2 separate regions of the Mus musculus genome follow, and region 1 is linked to region 2. Evidence: chromatin contacts called from public Hi-C data. All regions are on one chromosome and are shown on one strand. The core of a region is the stretch at or near the end of the contact, and the rest is flanking DNA. Distances in the headings are between cores, read along the strand shown. Region 1 overlaps Ccdc80 (coiled-coil domain containing 80). Region 2 overlaps Cd200r1 (CD200 receptor 1).

Region 1 (7,159 bases), core at 148-2,647, 320 kb after region 2:
GCCTGGAACTCACTCTCTAGTCCAGGTTGGCCTTGAACTTGCCATCCTCCTGCCTCAGCCTCCTGGGATTCCAGATGTGCACCACCAAATGTATTGAAAGAGGCCATAGTTTCAGCAATTGAAAATAGAGATCTCGAGCATAGTATATGTATTCTGTCTTAATAGATAGATTAGTTAAGATACACTGGGTCGATAACATTAATGGCCTTATATGCTATGATAAGAGTTCAGGTTTTCTTCTGTAAGAGAGGGACTTTCTGTCCTTTGAGTGCATTACAATTAGCTAGGAAACCTGTTTGGATGCAGCTCACTTGGTCTTACCATGAGTGAATCTAATTTGATTGGTCTGGATCCAAAGATTGTAATAGGAAGATTTCTTGTGACGGTGATGAAAGTTGGCAATAAATTCCACTCTTTAGAAAAAGCCAGTGATGAAGTGCTGCAGCAACAGGAGACAGTGAAATGATCCCAGCATTGGTGAAGGGCTTTATAGATGCACCACGAAGTGCTTGCTCCAAGGAAATAATGGATTTGATCATGATGGCCTGTGAACAAAGATTAGGGTCACCTTGAATGGCATGCTCTAAAGTGGAAGAGGTTGTATGAGCTTTCATAGTGGTAGAACAAAAAGAAAACTCATAAATCAAATACATTGGTGGGAGATCAGGTTGGTGAGGTACAACACATCAGGGCAATCTCTTCTATAGTTTTCAGATGTCATGTTTCTCTCTCTCTCTCTCTCTCTCTCTCTCTCAGATGTCATGTTTCTCTCTCTCTCTCTCTCTCTCTCTCTCTCTGTGTGTGTGTGTTTGTATGAGTCTTTATGTGTATGTGTGTGTGTATATATATTTATGTGCGTGTTTGTGTGTCTGAGTGTTTCTCTGTGTGTTTGTATGTGTGTCTACGTGTGTATCTATGTGTGTATGTGTGTCCATGCTGTGTCTGTATGTTCTATTATGTGCCATTCTGTGTAATGATCACACGTTGATGTCAGATTTCTTCTTTAATCACACTCCACCATTTTCTCATCTTCTTTCTTTCCTTCCTTCCTTCCTCCCTCCCTCCCTCCCTCCCTCCCTCCCTCCCTCCCTCCCTCCCTCCCTTCCTTCCTTCCTTCCTTCCTAAGACAGGGTCTCACTGTGTAACCAGGTTGCCTGGAACTCTGTATGTAGACCAGTCCAACCTCAAACTCACAGAAATCTGTCTGCTTTTGCCTCCAGAATGCTTGGATTAAAGTGTGCATCTCCATGCCTGGCTTCCCCACCTCATTTTAAATACAGAGTCTCTCACTAGGCCTGAAGCTTGCTGATTGGCTAGATTGAGTAGCTAGTACATTCCCCTGCTCAGCTTTCTATGTTGGGACTGGCGATCCAAACTCAGCTCCTTATGCTGGCGTGGCAAGTGCTGTGCCAAATGAGTCATCGCCTCAGCCCAGATGTTATCTTTTAACATTCATAGCTTTAGGGCTGGTGGAGATCTGCTGAGTAGCACATTCCAAAGGTTTTACTAATAGTCAGAAAGATGGTGAGGTCAAAGACATGGTTTGGGAGTGAGTGGATCTTAAGAAAGCTAAAGATAGCCCGAGATAATTTTGTCTCTTAATCTTCAACATCCCCTCTCTCCACAGTTACAACATTCTAGTCAGTCACTCAGTCAGTCGTCTGTCAGTCTGTCTGCACACTCTCCAGCACAGATATGGCACCCTTAGAGAACTTCAGTTCACAGCTTGAATTTAGGGGAAGGAAAAGAAATTGTGGATGCCAAGAGAGGAACTAGTCACAAGTGGGGTTTTGACTATAATGCTGGCATACAATTGTTTAATAGCTTCTAATTGAAGCTAATTTTTAAGTGCGACTGTGCTGTCTATAGTCAATCAAATACATGAAGAAACTTACTATAATGCAACCAGAAATGTGCCACTGGATTTTGGGACTGGGATTCCTAAATAATGAGAAACCAGACAAGCATCCCACAGACTATTTGTAAGAGGGTGAAAAAGAGCTCTCATCTGGCTAGTCTTTTCCTTGATAATTCCATTCTTGTTCTCACAAAATGAACATCGATCTTTGAGTCATGTTAGCTAAATTAGGAGAAAGTTAACAGTTTATAGGACCTCTTTAAAGAATGTCTACTTGTAAGTCTTAGAGAACTCCATGAGGACTGACTAGTGTGCTCAGACAGAGTGGATAAATTAAGAATCCATACATTCTGCCTTGCCTCCCAGACTGAAGACTATTAGCCCAGCTCTGATTTGCACAGAATGCAGAGGGTAGCCGAGACCTGGGGTTAGCGTAGACAGCCGCAGGCAGGAGCTGGCCTCACATGCACCTTCTTCAGAACTTGGCCAGGAGTGGAGTCTTCCCTGCTGTACTTGCCTCTGTCCTTCTTGGATCCAGCCTTGATCAGAGACTTCATTGTTTCCCTTGGGCAGATTTTTCTCCTCAGGCCAAACATGTAGACATTTCAGTAGCCTGAGAGTGTAAAACGTTTTCTTTCTAATGTTTAGCTGAATTACTTCTGAAAACATTTTGCTTGAGAGTTGAAACCAGACTGTGAAATCAGCTTCTTGCTGGTTAGAGCAAGTTTGTCTTAGGCCTTAAACCATGGTCCATTTGGCCAGTGATTGGGAGGTGTTTGTGTATAGTACAGTGAGGGCTCCAGGGGAGGAAGTCAGGCTGTCTGAGTCCTGCTGCCATTTTGCTTCTAGTAGCAGTGTGACCTTGAGCAAGTCAGTCCTCTTTTTCTTCCTCAGAATCTGTTACAGAGTGTGTTCTCTGAGGAAGAGAGCTCGAATCTCTAGTTTTGAATGTAAGGAGGTAAATGGAGAGTTAGCACCCTTCCTCCAGTCCTATGGGGAAAGGAGAGCAAGAATGGACAGAAGGGGAGTTTTGAGCTCTAATGTGGCTAACACTTGGGGCTTCCAGTTTGGAGGTGAGTGGTATGGCTTTTATATCCATTATTCTTGCCCAACGCTGCACCTACCATTGTACATGCACAAGGTCAGGTCAGTGAGATGGCAAAAGGACTTACCGTTCAAAGTCTGGTAACTGGAGTTTAGTCCCTTTGGCCCATGTAAGGATGGAAATAGAGAATAGATTACACAGACTTGTCCTCTGACTTCTGAATGTACACCATGGCACAAGCACCCACTTACTCACATCATGGACACACACACACACACACACACACAGAGAGAGAGAGAGAGAGAGAGAGAGAGAGAGAGAGAGAGAGAGGATAATAATGATAATAAAATATATATATTTTCATAAAAGAGGTCAAGGCCATCTTCAGGTACAGAATGAGTTTAGACCAGCCTGGGCTACATGAGACCCTGCTTAAAAAGTAAACAATATAAGGTAACAACAAACCCCTCAAAGTTATAATTCCTAGGTGAAGATAAAACCTGTTTATAAAGATTTAGAATATTAACTGCAAAGGATGTTTTTAGTTTTCATAGTTCTGTTAGCATTTTATTTATGCATAATAACAGGTTTTATTGTCACATTTCTTTCAAGTTCACAATATATTTGATCATCTTAGTACTGTTTTCTTGTCTTGGCCTCTTCCCATTCTCACTGATGTCATCACTCTTCCCAGTTAGCCCTCCTTCTGTGTGTGTGTGTGTGTGTGTGTGTACCAATTAGCTCCTGTAGCATTGCTAGCAGAAACAAGGGTGAGAGTTTGTTTATAGAAACATGGGAACATTATCAGCATCTCTAGCACTGAAGACAATGGTTTCTTCCTTCCCTGTCAACCATTATATAGAGCTCCAGCGCCTTACAATCCGCCCCTTATTCTGCGACTAGGTGTTGATGGGTACCGTCTTGTATAGGTAAGCATGTTGGCCAGGAGTGTCAAAAGTACAACAGCCATGTCATCATGCCAGCCCTAGAACTCAGCATGCATCTCTTCTGCCTTCTTCCAGCTTTTACACTCTTCCTGTTCCTCCTCTGGCCTGTTCCCTGAGCCTTGGAGGCAACATTATAGCTGTCTCCTTTATGGTAGGTAATTCCACAACTGGTTATTCCCAATACCTTGATCAACAGTGAGTCTCTGGAGCTACCACGAGGCAATGCAAAAGGCTGACAACAGTGCTATCCTATGGGCACAAACGCAGTCATTTGGAAGGTAGTTTGATGGACAGATAGTTAAGGACATTTTAAATCTTTGTTATTATTCACAGAATTATTTATGCCTTGTTGAAATTTGAATAGTATAGATATAGAGAGTAACAAGTCACTACTCCACCTATGGTTGCCATTGCTGTCCCATAGAGAAAATCACTGTGAACAGCTGTGTCCTACAGAATGGGTGCTGCATGTTGTGTGTTCCTATTTGCATCTTCTTTTGCCTTAAAATGTTTTGAACTGAGAATAGTATCACGCTGCACATTTACTTCTGCAACTTACTTTCTATGCTGAAGAAGATATACTAAAAACAAGCAAAACTACTACCCCAACATATTAGCTTTTAATTAGTATATATTTTATCAACAACAAACTATACAATTGAAAAACTAGATATGTGGTCTTTGTAATATGTCCTATCATAGTCTCCTCCAGTTTTCAGACAGTTTTTGGTCCTCACACAGTTTCTTAGGTCCTGTGTCTATGGACCACCTCCATGAAGCACTATTAGGACTTTGGAAAAGAAACTAGGTTTCTTTCTCTTTTCACTTTGTTTTGTAGAAATCAATTTACTTGTTTCTATTTTTTCAACTAGCATAATCAACTGGATGGAAGTAACAGTTTAACTGTAATTGTCTTCCTATTGGGAAGGCAATAGATATGTTCAGCTTTAATCTTTTATTTGCAAAATAGTCCCTAGTACTGCTCCCTGTGTCCCTGTTGATAACTGAGACTCGCTGTGCTAACAGTTATGATGTCTCACATTCACTAATTTTATTTTTCATTTATCCTAAATATGAGGGATTATTTTGAAGATACAATTTTAGGTGAGGTTGAGGGAAACACTAATCTGTTTTGAAGGGGAATTAAATATAGATACCTTTTAATTGACCATGGAGTTGTAACCTAATAAACCCACTGTGACCTGGAATGTTATGATACAGGCACACATTTAGGGCCTACAAAATGGCACATGAGATGGAAGCTCTTGTACGAAGACTTTATGACCTGAATTCAGTTCCTTGAGCCCCCTGGGTGGCAGAGGAGACCTGGCTCTGGTGAGAACTAACTGTTGAGAGTTGTGTTCCACACCCATGCTGCTGAACTCATACGTGGCACTGGCACACACAAGTACATAAAAGTAAAAATCAAAAATGCATTTAACCTGATATTCTAAACCATGATGCACAGCATAGCAATACAGCTGACCCTACAGAGTTAGTGGCCACCCACGATCAAATGGCTTCTATAGCCTTTACATCATGAGAGAATGTTGGGAAAGGATTAACATTCCAATCATAGCTTCACTGAAATTATGTCACTTCCGCTCTTATCATGCAATTGGAAAACTTTAAGTCAAACTATAAGTTAGTGACAGTCTGTCTGTAAAGCTGTCTTGTCCTTAGAAATGTTTAAGCAATTTCCAGATATATAACTTGTGTGTAAAGCCACAGATAACTTGTGTCTTGTATTCTAGCTAGTTTTATGTCATCTTGACACAAGCTAGTCATTTTGGAAGAGGGAACCTCAATTGAGAAAATGCCCCTACCAGACAGCCTGTGGGAGAGCCTATGGTGCAGTTTCTTAATTTATGATTGATGTGGGGCAGTTTCTTGATTGATATGGGAAGGCCCAGCTCACTGTTGTCCCTGTAGCATCACCCCTGGGATGGTGGTCCTGGGTCCTATAAGCAAGCAGACTGAGCAAGCCAGGAAGAAGTACTCCCCAATGACCTCTGCATGCACTCCTGGCTCCAGGCTCCTGCCCTGTGTGTGTTCCTGTTCTGTCTTCCTCAGTGATGCACTGTGCTGTGGAGCTATAAGCTGAAATCAACCCTTCCCTCCTGAAGCCCCTTTTGGTTACAATGTTTGAAAACAGCAATAGAAGCCCTAAGACATTGACTCTAGCTGTATATGTATCTAAAGATGGCCTAGTCGGCCATCACTGGAAAGAGAGGCCCATTGGACATGCAAACTTTATATGCCCCAGTACAGGGGAACACCAGGGCCAAAAAAATGGGAATGGGTGGGTAGGGAAGTGGGGGGGAGGGTATGGGGGACTTTTGGGATAGCATTGGAAATGTAATTGAGGAAAATACGTAATAAAAAAAAAAAAGAAGCTCTAAGACAGTTGGATATTCATGATTTTCATGTCCCCAGTGGCACCTTCAAGAACTACTCTGAATTATAATGATTTCTTTGACTGAAAATGTACATAATGCTTAAAGCCTTCCAAATTCTCTTAAATTTTGCTTGAAATTGTGTTCATTTGAGAAATTTGTCTGGCTTCTTCTGGAGCCCAAAGGAACCTGGGTCTAGTTTTGAGCATAGACTCTTTATTTTTCTCTATGGAGCATGTTTACTGAGCTCCACAGTTAATTATGCACTAAAAAAGGAACAGATACAGCCTTCAAACTCAGAATTATCTATAGTGGAAGTGAGCCTTAACAAACATGTCTGGTCTAGCTTCCTGGCAATTTAGGGAAAGCCTCGTACCCGGACAGGATGGACAGTTTTCTAGCAACTTAATGCTAGACAAACTTAATGCTGGCTCTTCTGATTCACACAAACATTGTGGGCAGAGATGGGTTGTTAAAGGTGTGGTTTTTAATGGTCGTTTGTGTATTTCTTTGGTACCTTTGTACCAAACTAGATGAATTCACTATTCATCTAGTTTTAATTTAATTTAGTTCACTGTAAAACTGTTCCCACACATTGTGAGGTAAGACTATAAAACTAGACAGAATGGTCTGCTTTGAGCTGGGTGGACTTCAGGGTCCCCACTCACCTTTATTCAACATTTTTTCTCTTTTGCCATACTCATCTTCCTGCACATTTTGTTTTTCTTTAGATAATGAGAAACCCATGCGTGTGGTGGATGATGATGACTTGGTGGACCAACATCTCATCAGCGAGCTGAGGAAGGAGTATGGAATGACCTACGATGACTTCTTCATGGTGCTGACAGACGTGGATCTGAGAGTCAAGGTATGCGTTTTTCTGTGAGTGATGTGGTACAATTCCTCGGAATAG
Region 2 (7,408 bases), core at 1,820-4,319:
GAAGCCAATATTTATTGGAAATTATTTATATATTTGAAGCTCAAGATATGATGATAAAAATGAGAACATTCCTAGCTTTATATTGGGTTTCAGGATACAAAATGGCAGTTAGGTGTAAAGTGTTTGCACAACATGGCTTCTTATTCACAGCTGTACAAGTCTGAATAGATACATGAAATGCTCTGAGGTACTGGGTACTCTGTCAGTCCATTCTCTTTCTTTCTGTGGAAACAGGGTTCTTAGTATTCTGCAAAGACAGCAAGCAACAGAAAAACTTACTGCATCATTTTTTCTTTTCCCAAAGATATCTCTTGTTTTGTTTCTCTTTTTTGAATAAAGAGATAGATATTTAGTCTATGAAAGTTCTGAGGCACTTTTTAAAAGTTTTTATCCTTAAAAGTTTTACACACACACACACACACACACACACACACACACATCTTTGATGACATTTCTTCCATTATCCTGTTTTATCTCCTTTGATTGAACTTCTTCTCAACATGCCCCCTCCTACTTCTTTGTGTGCATGTGTATGTGTAGATGTGCATGTTGGGGATGTTGTGTTGTTGTCATTGTTGGTGTGTGTATGTGTGTGGCATAATGTGTTTAATTGAGGTTACTTGCGTGAGTATTTATGGGGAATTATGTAATTGATCAAGGACAACCTATGGTCTATTCCCCTGTTAATGGTGGAATGTTGATAGGTCCAGTCTTGTACATGCCCCTGCTGTTTTGAGTTCAACACCAATTTTATTCCTGGAGGATAGGGTTTTACAACACTCCTTCTTATCCTCTGGCTTTTACATTCTTTTTGCCACTCTCCCTCTATGTTCTTTGAAACTTGGTGGGGTGGTAGATATACAATGTTTAAGGCTGAACATTCCATTCAACAACCATTTATTCTCAGAAACTTGAATAGTTATGGGTCCCTGCATTAGCCATCAGTCATTGAAAATATTTTTTTCTGATCAGGACTGAAAGCAGCATTAATTTATGAGTATAAAAGAAATGTTTAGAAGACAATGGACAGTGTGTCCATTTAGCAAAGCAACAGTAGAAGACCGGTACCACCTCTCCTCCGGAGCTCATGATCTTTCTGGCCACCTGATTTTGGGCATGTTTCAGTACTGCTTCATTTTATCAATGAAAAGTATACGATTATCTGGACTTACCACCTTTGAACCATAACATTTTCTGTCTATCATTACAGGTAACCAATCATTACGACCATATATTCCATACATCATACCATCAATTATCATTTTGATCATCATAGGATGCATTTGTCTTTTGAAAATCAGTGGCTTCAGGTATTAATTGATGAAATTTTTCTTCAACTTTATTGGATTATAAAAGGGTGAGAAATATGTGGCTGACTGGCTGTTACATTAGGCAGGAACAACAATGTTCTTGTAAGCAAAAGGGACACATGCAGTATTAGAATGAGATTATCTTGCATGATGACAGTGTTTAGTGAGTTGCTCAGATGGCCAAGCACTGTGAATTAAGCCAATTAGGGCTGAGAATTAGGACATTCTAATATCTTCAATTTGAGGAAATAGCCACAATATTTCTTTTTATATAACAAAGAGATGGCATTGCATCAAGTTCCTATCTTGATGTGTTTCTTTTTTCTTTTTTTTTTTTTGCCTAAGAACCAGAATTCTTTGTTATAATAAATGCAAATTGGGGTATTTCATTCATTTCTGGTAGTTTATTTCTGATTTACAGAGACTTCCTATTAATTATTAGAACATTTTGATAGAATAACTGTTTATTCTAAACAATGATGTTACCTGCAGTCACTCCAGATTGTTTTGTTTTGCTTTTTAGAAAATGCAAATTGCCAAAATTAGAAGCTACTTCAGCTATTGAGGAGGTAAGATAAATTAATGTATATTTGCAAACTTTAAAGCCACATGGTCTTAAATCTAACAGAATAATATGTAATTTGCATTAGTACTCATGTTTCTGTTGAACAAATGTTCTAACATTGCAGTTAGTAGTCAGATATACTTATTTTGCTAAATATCTATCAAAGTATATATAATATATTTCTTATAAACAGTTAAAGTTTCAAAATGTTCTGATAATTAATATGTATGTTTCAACAAATCAGAAATTAACTACTAGTTATGGAGTACACTGATTTGTAATTACTATAACAAAGGAGAAAATTCTGCATATGAATATCTATCTATTCAGCTATTTATCTTCCAATCTAATTTTTCATCTGATAAACTGTATCTTAACAACTTTGCCAAATTTGGATTGTAATCTCTGGAGAAATCCAGTAGATGTTTCCTTCTCCATGAAACAGTGTCTAATTCTCCACTTCCCCATTTAAACACCACTATAATATTTCTCTTATCTAAGCTTAAAGCAGCCTGCTCCTTAGTCTCCTATGACCAGCTTCTTATTTTCTTTGACTCATTCTTTTGAAATACTTCTTATATCACCTCATTCCTCTACATGTCTATATTCACCCAACAACCATTTCACACAAAATATAAATAACCATCAAATGTTTGTGATAGATTATTAGAACAAAGCCTTGATCTTCTGAGGCAGATAAACAGTTTTAAACATTATTAGTAGATGCTAAATGTGGTAGAAACTTGGGTAATTTTGGTAATGATGTCTAGCTCTTTTGAATGGATTTTAACTTTGAGCTTTCTTCAAGGATGAAATGCAGCCTTATGCTAGCTATACAGAGAAGAGCAATCCACTCTATGATACTGTGACTAAGGTGGAGGCATTTCCAGTATCACAAGGCGAAGTCAATGGCACAGACTGCCTTACTTTGTCGGCCATTGGAATCTAGAACCAAGAAAAAAGAAGTCAAGAGACATCATAATTACTGCTTTGCTTTCTTTAAAATTCGACAATGGAAGGACTACTTGGAAATTAGCTCTTCCAAAGCTATTAAAAAGCACAAATGTTCTAATGAAATTGCATTTAAATTCTATCATTGGAAGTTTGGAATCTCTGCTGCTACCTGTTAATTTTAGGAAGAACTGATTTAATTATTACAAAGAAAGCACATGGTTATGGTGAAATATCAAGTTGTGCAATAAAGTATGATGAAAACTGAGTTTCCTCAAGAAATAACTGCAGGAGGAACAATCATCACTAAAGAATTTCATGTGAGTTCTTACAAAAAAATTCCTATGTATACATGACTATGGTATGTGTGTCCAATTACATGTTTATTTACAAATGTGTATATATGCACACATTTGCTTTTCAGGACATCTCCTTGTAAAAAACACACTGGAGTTTTGGATTTATAAAAGCTTATAAAGTGAGCATTGGAGATATTTTTATATCAGCATAAGTAAATCTACCTCATTCTTTTTAATGGCTACATAGAATTCTCCTGTATGATTACATTGTAATTTAATTAATCATGGCCCTTGGATTTTGTGTTGTGTGTGGTATTAAACAAAACCATGTAGAATATTTGTTGTGGTGAATCTCTGCATTATTTGAGTGCACCTGTGAGATAATTTCTTTGAGTGTAATGGTCCTGTCAGTTGGAATGCATTTTTATTATTATTTTTTTCCCATTTTTATTAGGTATTTAGCTCATTTACATTTCCAATGCTATACCAAAAGTCCCCCATACCCACCCATCCCCACTCCCCTACCCACCCACTCCCCCTTTTTGGCCCTGGCGTTCCCCTGTACTGGGGCATATAAAGTTTGCGTGTCCAATGGGCCTCTCTTTCCAGTGATGGCCAACTAGGCCATCTTTTGATACATATGCAGCTAGAGTCAAGAGCTCCGGGTACTCGTTAGTTCATAATGTTGTTCCACCTATAGGGTTGCAGATCCCTTTAGCTCCTTGGGTACTTTCTCTAGCTCCTCCATTGGGAGCCCTGTGATCCATCCATTAGCTGACTGTGAGCATCCACTTCTGCGTTTGCTAGGCCCCGGCATAGTCTCACAAGAGACAGCTACATCTGGGTCCTTTCGATAAAATCTTGCTAGTGTATGCAATGGTGTCAGCGTTTGGATGCTGATTATGGGGTGGATCCCTGGATATGGCAGTCTCTACATGGTCCATCCTTTCATCTCAGCTCCAAACTTTGTCTTTGTAACTCCTTCCAAGGTTGTTTTGTTCCCACTTCTAAGGAGGGGCATAGTGTCCACACTTCAGTCTTAATTTTTCTTGAGTTTCATGTGTTTAGGAAATTGTATCTTATATCTTGGGTATCCTAGGTTTTGGGCTAATATCCACTTATCAGTGAGTACATATTGTGTGAGTTCCTTTGTGAATATGTTACCTCACTCAGGATGATGCCCTCCAGGTCCATCCATTTGGCTAGGAATTTCATAAATTCATTCTTTTTAATAGCTGAGTAGTACTCCATTGTGTAGATTTACCACATTTTCTGTATCCATTCCTCTGTTGAGGGGCATCTGGGTTCTTTTCAGCTTCTGGCTATTATAAATAAGGCTGCTATGCACATAGTGGAGCATGTGTCCTTCTTACCAGTTGGGGCATCTTCTGGATATATGCCCAGGAGAGGTATTGCTGGATCCTCTGGTAGTACTATGTCCAATTTTCTGAGGAACCGCCAGACTGATTTCCAGAGTGGTTGTACAAGCCTGCAATCCCACCAACAATGGAGGAGTGTTCCTCTTTCTCCACATCCTCGCCAGCATCTGCTGTCACCTGAATTTTTGATCTTAGCCATTCTGACTGGTGTGAGGTGGAATCTCAGGGTTGTTTTGATTTGCATTTCCCTGATGATTAAGGATGTTGAACATTTTTTCAGGTGCTTCTCTGCCATTCAGTATTCCTCAGGTGAGAATTCTTTGTTCAGTTCTGAGCCCCATTTATTAATGGGGTTATTTGATTTTCTGAAGTCCACCTTCTTGAGTTCTTTATATATGTTGGATATTAGTCCCCTATCTGATTTAGGATAGGTAAAGATCCTTTCCCAATCTGTTGGTGGTCTTTTTGTCTTATTGACGGTGTCTTTTGCCTTGCAGAAACTTTGGAGTTTCATTAGGTCCCATTTGTCAATTCTCGATCTTACAGCACAAGCCATTGCTGTTCCCCTGTGCCCATATCTTCGCATTTTTATTATTAATAGATCAGTCAAGCTGTCAGTTTACATTTTCTCCAATTGTGTTTGAATGTGCCTTTCTTCATATTCTTATTATTATTCTTATTCTTATTCTTATATTTTTATATTCTTACTTTCACATTTATACTTTCCATGTTTAATTAACCAGATGGGTGATATGTCTTACATTTATGATATTGACTCAATTATTTAATGGAACTGGACTCATATCTTTGTCAACATGAGAGAGACAGGAAGCATTTGTAATGACAGTATTTTCAACTCTTTGTATTGCTACAAAAGTGCTGCCATATCATGCACAACAGTTTTATGGACATTATGAATTGTGCATTTTTTTTAATTTTTAATTTTTTTTTGGTTTTTTGAGACAGGGTTTTTCTGTGTATCCCTGGCTGTCCTGGAACTCACTCTGTAGACCAGGCTGGCCTTGAACTCAGAAATTCACCTGCCTCTGCCTCCCAAGTGCTGGGATTAAAGGCGTGCGCCACCATGCCCGGCTTGAATTGTGCATTTTAAAAATTCTATTCTGATGTAATTATCAAAGAACAACTGTCTTTGAACTATATGTGTAGGTGGGAGAACTTGGAGAACTTTACATGCTAAAAGGATGGTAATGGGTTGAAAGTAACTTTTCCCTCCATTGTTCTTTGGATGGAAATATTGGGAGTACATATATTGGTAACTTTTAGCATATATATTTTCATTGTTAAAAATAAGCCTGTTCTCTTTATATCAGAAAAACTATTAAAATAGATTTATTCATCTTATTTTGTTTGCTTTGTTATTTTGAGATGAGGAGTTGATTTCTAAGGTAGTTCTACAATCACTCTAGAGCCCAGTCTGGCCTCCCAATGGCTATGGTTACAAATGTATGGAAGGATACTTGCACAAGTATTTTCATTATGATGTAATGATAGAATTAAACCAAGACCCATTCACTCTTCACATGTCCCAACTGAGACATTTAAGGCAATTATTTTGTCTACTAAAATATTTTTCTTTCCATTTGGGAAAATTACCTCTTTTTCTTCTTCCTATTCCTTCCACCCTACCCCACTACTTTGAAAGTTATGCATTATAACATATATGTATTCATGGCTAGGTTTTTGTGGTGGATTAAATAGGTTTGGTCCCCATATAAATTCATGTGTTTTACTGTTTGTCCATAGGGAATAGAACTATTAGAAAGTGTGGCCTTGTAGGTGTAGATGTGGCTTTGTTGGAGGAAGTGGGTGTAGGCTTTGAGGGTTCCTATGCTCAGATTCCATCCAGTTTGTGAATGCTAGTCCCCTCCTGGCTGCCTTCAGAGGGGCGTCTCCTCTTGGCTGCCTTTGGGTCAAGATGTAGGTCTCTCAGCTTCTCCAGCACCACATCTGCCTAGACTCAGCCACGCTTCCCTTCATGTTGATAATAGACTGACTGTCTGAAATTATAAGCCAGCTCCCACTACATGTCTACCTTTATAAGAGTTACTTTGGCCATGTTGTTCTTTCACATCTATGAAACCATATGTGGTGTTTTGAATATGCTTGGCCCATGGGAAGTGGCTCTATTAGAAGATGTGACCTTGTTGGAGGAAGTGCTGTGGGGTTGATTTTGAGGCCAGCACTGGTACCTGGGGACTCTAGATTGGCTTTTCTGCCCTGGGCACTTTCCTGTATCAGACAAACGGGGAAACTAACCTGGCCATATTGGCTCTACTTAAGATACCACAACCAGAGAAACTCAGTAGCATCTACTAACAATTGTTTACAATTTGAAGGCTAATCCATTTTACCCAGAGTTAACTACTGCACACAGGCAAGCATGGTGCTAGAAGTATTTTCCAATCAAGTGGGGACTAAGCAAGCATGAGCCTTTAGGGTTAATGCACATGCAAACCCACTACTGGCACACCTGTAATCTCAGCTTCTGGCAGATTGAAAGATTCACACCCTTGGTAGGCTAAAAGCCAGTTTGAGCTTATATCCTGTTAAAACCAAACCAAACCTGCAGCAGGAATTCCGTATCCCGTCCCGCAAGATAATGATTATGGTTAAGTAGGCTCAGGTCTACTACAGTAATTGATAGGGATCTGTGAGTGGTACCCACAGGAGATCTAGTCTCTTTTTAAGAGTCATCTTTCAGATGCAACCATATATCTTTACAAAGTGTCCCATCAGCACCCTTGTCTCCCAGACTCTTCAACAGCAGCCAGCTCTCCATTCCCTTTGTGTATTGGATGAAGTGTGTATTTCTTGGCTTTCCCTGACTCCTGTTATCTCATGTGCCTTTCTCATCCAGCCCCACAAAATTGCTCTCCTAGTCTT

What was found. A called contact is a pair of places that touch in the nucleus more often than the background predicts.
Region 1: a contact with region 2 is called in a Hi-C map of bone marrow-derived macrophages, with 13 read pairs. The contact joins two enhancer-like sites. A contact is called at or near these places in 1 of 15 datasets of contacts at CTCF or cohesin (CD8 T cells), 1 of 484 Hi-C or Micro-C datasets (bone marrow-derived macrophages) and 2 of 115 datasets of contacts at active chromatin or transcription factors (embryonic fibroblasts and embryonic stem cells).

The regions. Positions count from the first base shown.
Region 1 is chr16:45,109,269-45,116,427 of GRCm38.p6, forward strand. Ccdc80 (coiled-coil domain containing 80) reads left to right here. Exons shown (of 8, transcript NM_026439.3): 4 at 6,978-7,114. Among named protein-coding and RNA genes, the nearest start is that of Ccdc80, 19 kb to the left of the region's middle. Within about 2 kb of position 1,398, at least 99 of the 459 cell types and tissues checked have an H3K27ac peak or open chromatin away from gene starts, as enhancers often do. A contact at or near this core is called in bone marrow-derived macrophages, where this site is marked.
Region 2 is chr16:44,791,517-44,798,924 of GRCm38.p6, forward strand. It overlaps Cd200r1 (CD200 receptor 1), which reads left to right. Exons shown (of 7, transcript NM_021325.3): 5 at 1,211-1,310; 6 at 1,834-1,879; 7 at 2,684-3,461. The coding sequence ends at 2,824. Among named protein-coding and RNA genes, the nearest start is that of Cd200r4, 26 kb to the right of the region's middle. Within about 2 kb of position 3,070, at least 6 of the 459 cell types and tissues checked have an H3K27ac peak or open chromatin away from gene starts, as enhancers often do. A contact at or near this core is called in bone marrow-derived macrophages, where this site is marked.